Linked DNA regions of Mus musculus: region 1 is linked to region 2. Evidence: chromatin contacts called from public Hi-C data. All regions are on one chromosome and are shown on one strand. Each heading gives the region's core, a stretch centred on a gene start, on an enhancer-like site or on the middle of the called end of the contact. The rest is flanking DNA. Distances are from core to core; before and after follow the strand shown.

Region 1 (3,114 bases), core at 387-2,886, 230 kb after region 2:
ACAGGAACCCATACATCTTCTAAGGCTAAGTGCTGACTACAGTTAGCATCCTCAGTGCGTCATCACTCCAGATCCCACCTGTTCCCTTTCATCATGTTTTGTCCTCAACTTTCTCTCTGCAACCTGCTACCAAATATAAGCGCCTCCTTCTGCTTGCCACCGGGCCTCAGGAGGAGGATGGTTGTCAATGGAGAGGTGGAGAAGTGGGTCTGCTGCCATCCTGTCTGGACAGTGGCAGAATGTAGAGAGGGCTTCTGAGAAAACACTACCTGCAGCCCTGGCACTCTGGCTCCGTCCTCCTTCCCTTCAGCATTGTTCAGCTCCTTGACATGAGCGTGGTCTGACCCACTGGGCAGCTGCCAGGAGTTGTGGAGAGGGATCATAAGGGGCTTGAAATGGGAGCAGGGAGGTCAATAGGCAAATAAAATTATATGGATAATTTGGCTCATAAAGGTGGATCAGGACTGCTGAACATCCGCGCTGGAGAACACCAATTGCTTGTTAACTGAGAAGACTAGATGGGTACCTTCTCCTTCTGTGTGCTTGACAGTGTTTCTCATGCTGGGCACCCGTTGGATAGTTGGTCCTCTGGATCTGCAGCAGAACTAGCTACAGATTTGTCTCCTTCGGCTCCAAGAGAATCTCTGGAAGGCGTTTGTATTACCTGGGTGTGCTAATCTGGGACAGAAGGAAGTAGAGGCTCACTGCCTGGTACTACAGACAGCTTATACACATTCTACAGATGATGTTCAAGAAAGGCTAATTCCAACATTAGCCAAAACTGCATGCACGCCAAACCAAAACAACAGCAAAAATACCGACATTCATTTTATGAACTGCTTAATTGCCCATGTTAGTCACAAAGATCAAATCACTGCACGTGCTCCGCCTCTAAGTGCTGTTTTCCATGCTGATGAGCACGAGCCAGCTGTCATTAAACATCAGCCCTAGCACAGTATCCTAAAGATATCAAATGTGACTTCTCAACGTCCCAGTTGGGATTGTGGCATCTTACGTTAGTGCCCGGATGCTTTACTTGTTGGGCACATGTTTTTAGTTAGCTGGCAAAACGTCAGTTGATACAGGCCCATCTGTGTTAACTACAGATTCTCACATGTTGTAAGGGTCCCAGAGCCAGACCTGCACTGCTGCTAGCAACATAGATGGAGCCATTTTGGGTTAGCTTGGTTTCCTAACAGAGCCTAAAGAACCCAGAAACTTGTTCATACTCGCTAGGTAAGTATCTTCCCACTGATCTGGGTCCCCAGCAGTGTCTAAAATGTTTGCAAGCAAATTGCTTCTTTGGTTTATTGGATTTAAGACTTTCACTTCTAATGCATGATGTTTCTCTCGGGACAGGTTAGAAGAAAGTGGGAATCTAGCTTAGTGGTAGACTGTCTACTTAGTACAAGTGATAGTTTGTTAAATAAAAACATGAACCAATGAGTTTAGGCACTGGCATCAATAAGTAAGTAAAAAAAGAACCATGCCTAAGGATGTCAGGACACTGCATGGGCCTCTGTGGATAGCCCAGAGCTCCAGAAACTTAGGAGATTTGACTGGAATGTCATAGGGAAACAAACAGTCCCATGCTAAGTACAAGTTAACAGGAAGACCAACATTTTGTTGCTTCATTTTCCTATAAAGTTCTGGGTTGCTGAGTAAAGCAGAATTCCAATGCTTTGACACACCACCACATTGTTAAGATAGGCAGGATTTGATTATGGGAGAACAAGCCCCCAAAATGGTCATTACACACACACACACACACACACCCTAAGGTCTCCCTTGCTTCCTTCTCAAGGCAATGTGTGGTTGCAATTCCTCCATTTGATGTGGTTCATCCCTCGGTGCCAAACAGGGTAATGTGGGAAAATGATGACACAGCAAAAAATGAGGGTGGCAGTGACCTGCTTAGTAACAAGAGAAATAAAACAGATCTTAGAAATTGAGGCCAAAAATACCTGCTTCTCCACACAATAAGGAGAAAGAAACACAGAGTTTTTCTGTCATAGGAAACGACTAGGCTCTGCCAGCAGCTGGCACCTTATAGACCAAGCAAGGGCAAGCCAGGAAAGCCACAGGCTGGTTGGGGTAGGTGAAAAGGCAGCTGCCTGAGAAAGGGTGTGGGTTCTGTAGATCAAGGGTGTGGAGCGCCAGGGAAGAGAGAAGGGAAGCCAAGGCTGCCTTCCGGCCTAGGCACGGAACATGCTTGCAACATTTTATCATTTCAACACCATGCAGGAGGTGAGGCCTAAAAAAGCGTCACAGTTTAAAAGAAGCAAAAGATGTCCACGCAGGAGTGGGTTCTATTTATTTACAACTTTACGGCTGGACAGCTTTTCTACTGTGTGGTTTGTGACTACCCAAAGTGAAATTTTTTGAGTTTCAAAATTATCTCTTTTTGCACTGAGAAAAGAGCATATATGATTCATCTTAATATTGCCGAGGATCAGTCAGCAGCTAACAGCTAGTATTTTGGGTGGGAGGCAGGCTTCTGTAGGCAGCTTTTTCACCTAACATAGATGTAAAAAACACCAGAATATGCCTCAAGCTTCGTTCGGAATCATATAAATAGCTCGCTCTTGCACAGTTACAATCTAATGCGATCGTAAGAACTCCCACGGTTCATGAAGTGCCTGATGTGCCCCTCACCCAATGCCTAAAGAAGTCGATAGAGGAATGACACTAACTACCCCAGTGGGGTACCAAAGACACCTGACAAAGGGGCCTGCTTTTGTTTCTGCTAACATCCTCATCTTAGGCTTTTGCCTGTGTTTCCTCCTGGATGTTTCTGTTTTGGTTTTTTTTTTTTTTTTTCCAGCCTCTGTAAAACCCTCAAGTCATTCTGAGTCAAGAGACAAGCTATAGGCACTGGGCAGATCCAGCCAGTGGCTGGTAACGTGTGGCCCACCAGCTCTGAATAATCTTTGCATTTTTCTGGTTAGAAAAGCATTTAAAGAATGATGTTTCATAACTTGTAAAAACTGTATGGAATTCAATTTTCTGTAGTCATAAAGTTGCGTTGGTGCATGGCCATGCACATTCATTTACACATCTTCTAAAGCAGCAAGAGCAATATTTATTAACTGACTGTACCAAAAATGTTTACTA
Region 2 (3,095 bases), core at 73-2,572:
ACTGCTGCCGAACCTCCAGCTTGTAGAAATCCCTTTCACATCCCAGATCTAAGCAAGATAATCACCGTATAGATATAAAACCGAATTCACTGGTGACGCTGCTTTGGTATTTACCTGTTGACACCATCCCTGTTAATATCATTTGCATACACCCTCCACACACTCAAATGCTATATGATTGCTGACTTGTAGAGGGAAGGGAACTTAATATCTTGGTAGGATTATATTTTTAGAGATGGAGAATTATATCCATTAAAAAAAACTTAGCCAAAAATATGGCAAAATCAGAAAATGCTTGCAAGATTTGGGATATTCTAGGGAATTACAGAGATTTCAAGTAAAGACCAAGGATCTCTAATTTGTGAGGAGAATAAAGAGGCAGAGGCAACAGAGAGATGGGTAGACAGCCCTTGTTGGAGGAAAAAGAGAAAATGATTAAAAGTTTTTAAATGTATTCTGAAAAAAATAAAAAATGTATTCCGAATCAAATCTGTACTCCTCCCCCTCCTTGGGCCTTAGACATTGGAATCTGTCCCTATTATTGTTTTTCTCATGGTAAGCCCCTGCTTGATAGTGGTTGTGTTCAGTACATAGCAGAGCTGCAAACCAGCTCTCATTAGTTCTTTCTTTGTACTTGTGCCTAACCCTCTCCTTCTGGAGAAATGCCAGTTTGCCACTAAATTTAAATAAATAAGAACATGTCTCATCAATAGGGGTGGCAAATTTAGCCCCTCTTTAGAGCACTGAGCAATTTATGACCATATGTTAAATACCATAAAACAGCTTTAAAGCTTTGGTCCCTGGCCATTGCCAGATTGTACCGTAGGAGTGCGGCAGCGCTGCGAGGGACTGGGAATCTTTCCTCCGGCCCTTGCAGGCCTCAGCAACTCACTGATGTCACAGCCAAAGGGGCCTGTTTTCAAACATTCCCTTTATAAAGGTGAGAGCCCACAAGATCCCACTTGGCATTTGGGTACCGAGAAAGCAAGACTTCTTTTTAACTCATGAGGGTCAAAATTAGTATGGAAGTGTTGTGTGGGAGATGGAGCAGCTTGTCAGGGTGAGTGTGGGAGGCACGCACGTCAGGAGTAGGCAGTCGATGTCCTTCTCATTCTTGTTCTTGGAGCATGAACTGGGCTTTACATGGTACCAGGCAACCAAATACTGCATTTCTCACTCATTTCCTTCTTGCCAGCTTTCATGGAATTAATATTAATGTTACAACAATTTAAAAATTTCATACTAAGGAGCTGCCAGCTGTAAGGATTCCTTTTCTCCCAGGAGCGTGACTCATTATTTGGTGAACTCCAAATATTAGTTTTTCTTTTTACCATCATCACTGCCTGTGACTCACACATGGCATATCGTGGGCTCATGGCTGAGATCATGTTGGTGCGTGCAGGCAAACATGATTCTTGCTCAGGTGGTTCTGCATGGTCTCAGATGGAGGCTCAACACAGACGGAAGAACAATGGAAGCAGGGCCAGGACCACTAAGTGCAGATAGGCCTGGCAAGGCTCTGGGTAGCATTTCTCTGATGCATCTTCTGGAAAGATAACTGTTCTCTCAGAGAAAGATGATGGAATTTGGTTGTCAAAGGTCCAGGATCCCCAGCCTTCTGGAATGTGTATGTGCCAGCCTCAGGGGTGAAATCTGGCAGTTCGTGTGTGCTCTGTGCTCTGTCCTCCCTGTGTAGACCATTCTGTTTGGTCCTCTATCAGTAGCTGCTTTCCTGTACATGTGAGGCAATTGGCATGTGTCTCTAGGACGTGCAGTTGGGAAGCTCTGTTGTATTCTTCATAAGGCAGGAAACACACTATTGTTTCTTGTTGTTGCTTTCTTCCTTTGAAAGAACAAATTACTTCAAACTTTGGCAAATTATAAAGGCTTTGGATAGGTAGCAGTTTGAAAGAACTCTGCCCATATTGCTGGACTAGGGCAAAAATGCAAGTGATCTTTCTTGTCACCTCTAAGTCTGGCCTTGTTTTCCCATGATGCAGATGTGTGCAGTAGAACATCTGTGAAGAGTGGAAGTCCTCTCCCCAGTGCAGATGAAGTCTTTAGAGGGACAACAGGATTTTGCTTTGCTTAGAGTGTTTGATTTTAAGCTTCAGTCTAATTAATTAGGCCATATTGTTGCCTACTTAATTCTTCTGTTTCTTTCAGCACTCAGAACTTCTGCTCCTGTTACTGGCATCTGTTAAGTCTCTTTACCTGAGTGAATTTCTTGAGTATTTGCCTCACAGTTTTCAAACTATAATGAACACAGAAGTGGTTAAAGTACCCTCTTCACCCTTTAAGATGAGAGAAACATCACTTTAGTCGTTTCTCAGTATCTTGCCATAGTGGATGGGAATTAGAAAAGGGAACATCTAGCTTTCTGTGAGTTGAAAGCTAGATTTTGGCAACTGATTTCTTCCTGTAGACTAGTAATTGCTTTTTTTAATCTTAGTCCACCAAAGAAAAGAACCTGTTTAATAAAGGGGATACCAACTCATGAGCGAGTTACTTTATTTAACATAGCACCCTGAGCTGTCTGTCGTGGCACAGGCTCTTTGTACTCCAGGCTATTCTTTTCATTTCTATGAGAGAGAAGCCTGTCTTTAGCAGGGTCCAGTAGCATATGAAGTGTAACTGTGGTCTTGCATCATAGCTCCTAACAAAGGGAAGAGGAGGGAAGGGGAGGGGAGGGAAGGGAAGGGGAAGGGAAGGGGAAGGGGAAAGGGAAGGAAAGGAAAGGGAAGCTCTGCCCCTCCATGGGGGAAATAGCCCAAAGAAATTGTGCTGAAGGTAGATTTTATATCCACTTTATGGACATTAGACAGCACTGTAGAAACAGCCCAAATCCTGACAGTGCTCTTGGGATGGCATGCAGAGAAGAAACTTACATTCAAGGTTCGGAGGAGTTTGATGCATGAGTTACTTCTAACAAACTAATTCTGCAGACACAGGAATAATATACATTATTACATGACACAAGATCACTGATCACTGAGGCTGTCATGGTGTATGGTAGACATACCCTGTGTATGCAGTAGACAACCAGATACTGTTTTTCAGTGAGCAAAGCAGGGGCACCAAACAACGTGTGGAGG

The links. A called contact is a pair of places that touch in the nucleus more often than the background predicts.
Region 1: a contact with region 2 is called in a Hi-C map of embryonic fibroblasts, with 2.9 times the contacts expected there. The contact joins two enhancer-like sites. A contact is called at or near these places in 1 of 15 datasets of contacts at CTCF or cohesin (the NIH/3T3 cell line), 6 of 484 Hi-C or Micro-C datasets (cerebral cortex, cortical neurons, embryonic fibroblasts and 1 more) and 2 of 115 datasets of contacts at active chromatin or transcription factors (the NIH/3T3 cell line and pancreatic cancer cells).

What each region holds. Positions count from the first base shown.
Region 1 is chr5:31,982,330-31,985,443 of GRCm38.p6, forward strand. All of the region lies in intron 7 of Babam2 (BRISC and BRCA1 A complex member 2), which reads left to right. Gm52770 (a long non-coding RNA gene) reads right to left here. Exons shown (of 3, transcript XR_003955739.1): 2 at 527-678. Among named protein-coding and RNA genes, the nearest start is that of Gm52770, 15 kb to the right of the region's middle. Within about 2 kb of position 1,637, at least 108 of the 459 cell types and tissues checked have an H3K27ac peak or open chromatin away from gene starts, as enhancers often do. A contact at or near this core is called in the NIH/3T3 cell line, embryonic fibroblasts and pancreatic cancer cells, where this site is marked.
Region 2 is chr5:31,749,834-31,752,928 of GRCm38.p6, forward strand. All of the region lies in intron 3 of Babam2 (BRISC and BRCA1 A complex member 2), which reads left to right. Among named protein-coding and RNA genes, the nearest start is that of Babam2, 53 kb to the left of the region's middle. Within about 2 kb of position 1,323, at least 64 of the 459 cell types and tissues checked have an H3K27ac peak or open chromatin away from gene starts, as enhancers often do. A contact at or near this core is called in the NIH/3T3 cell line, embryonic fibroblasts and pancreatic cancer cells, where this site is marked.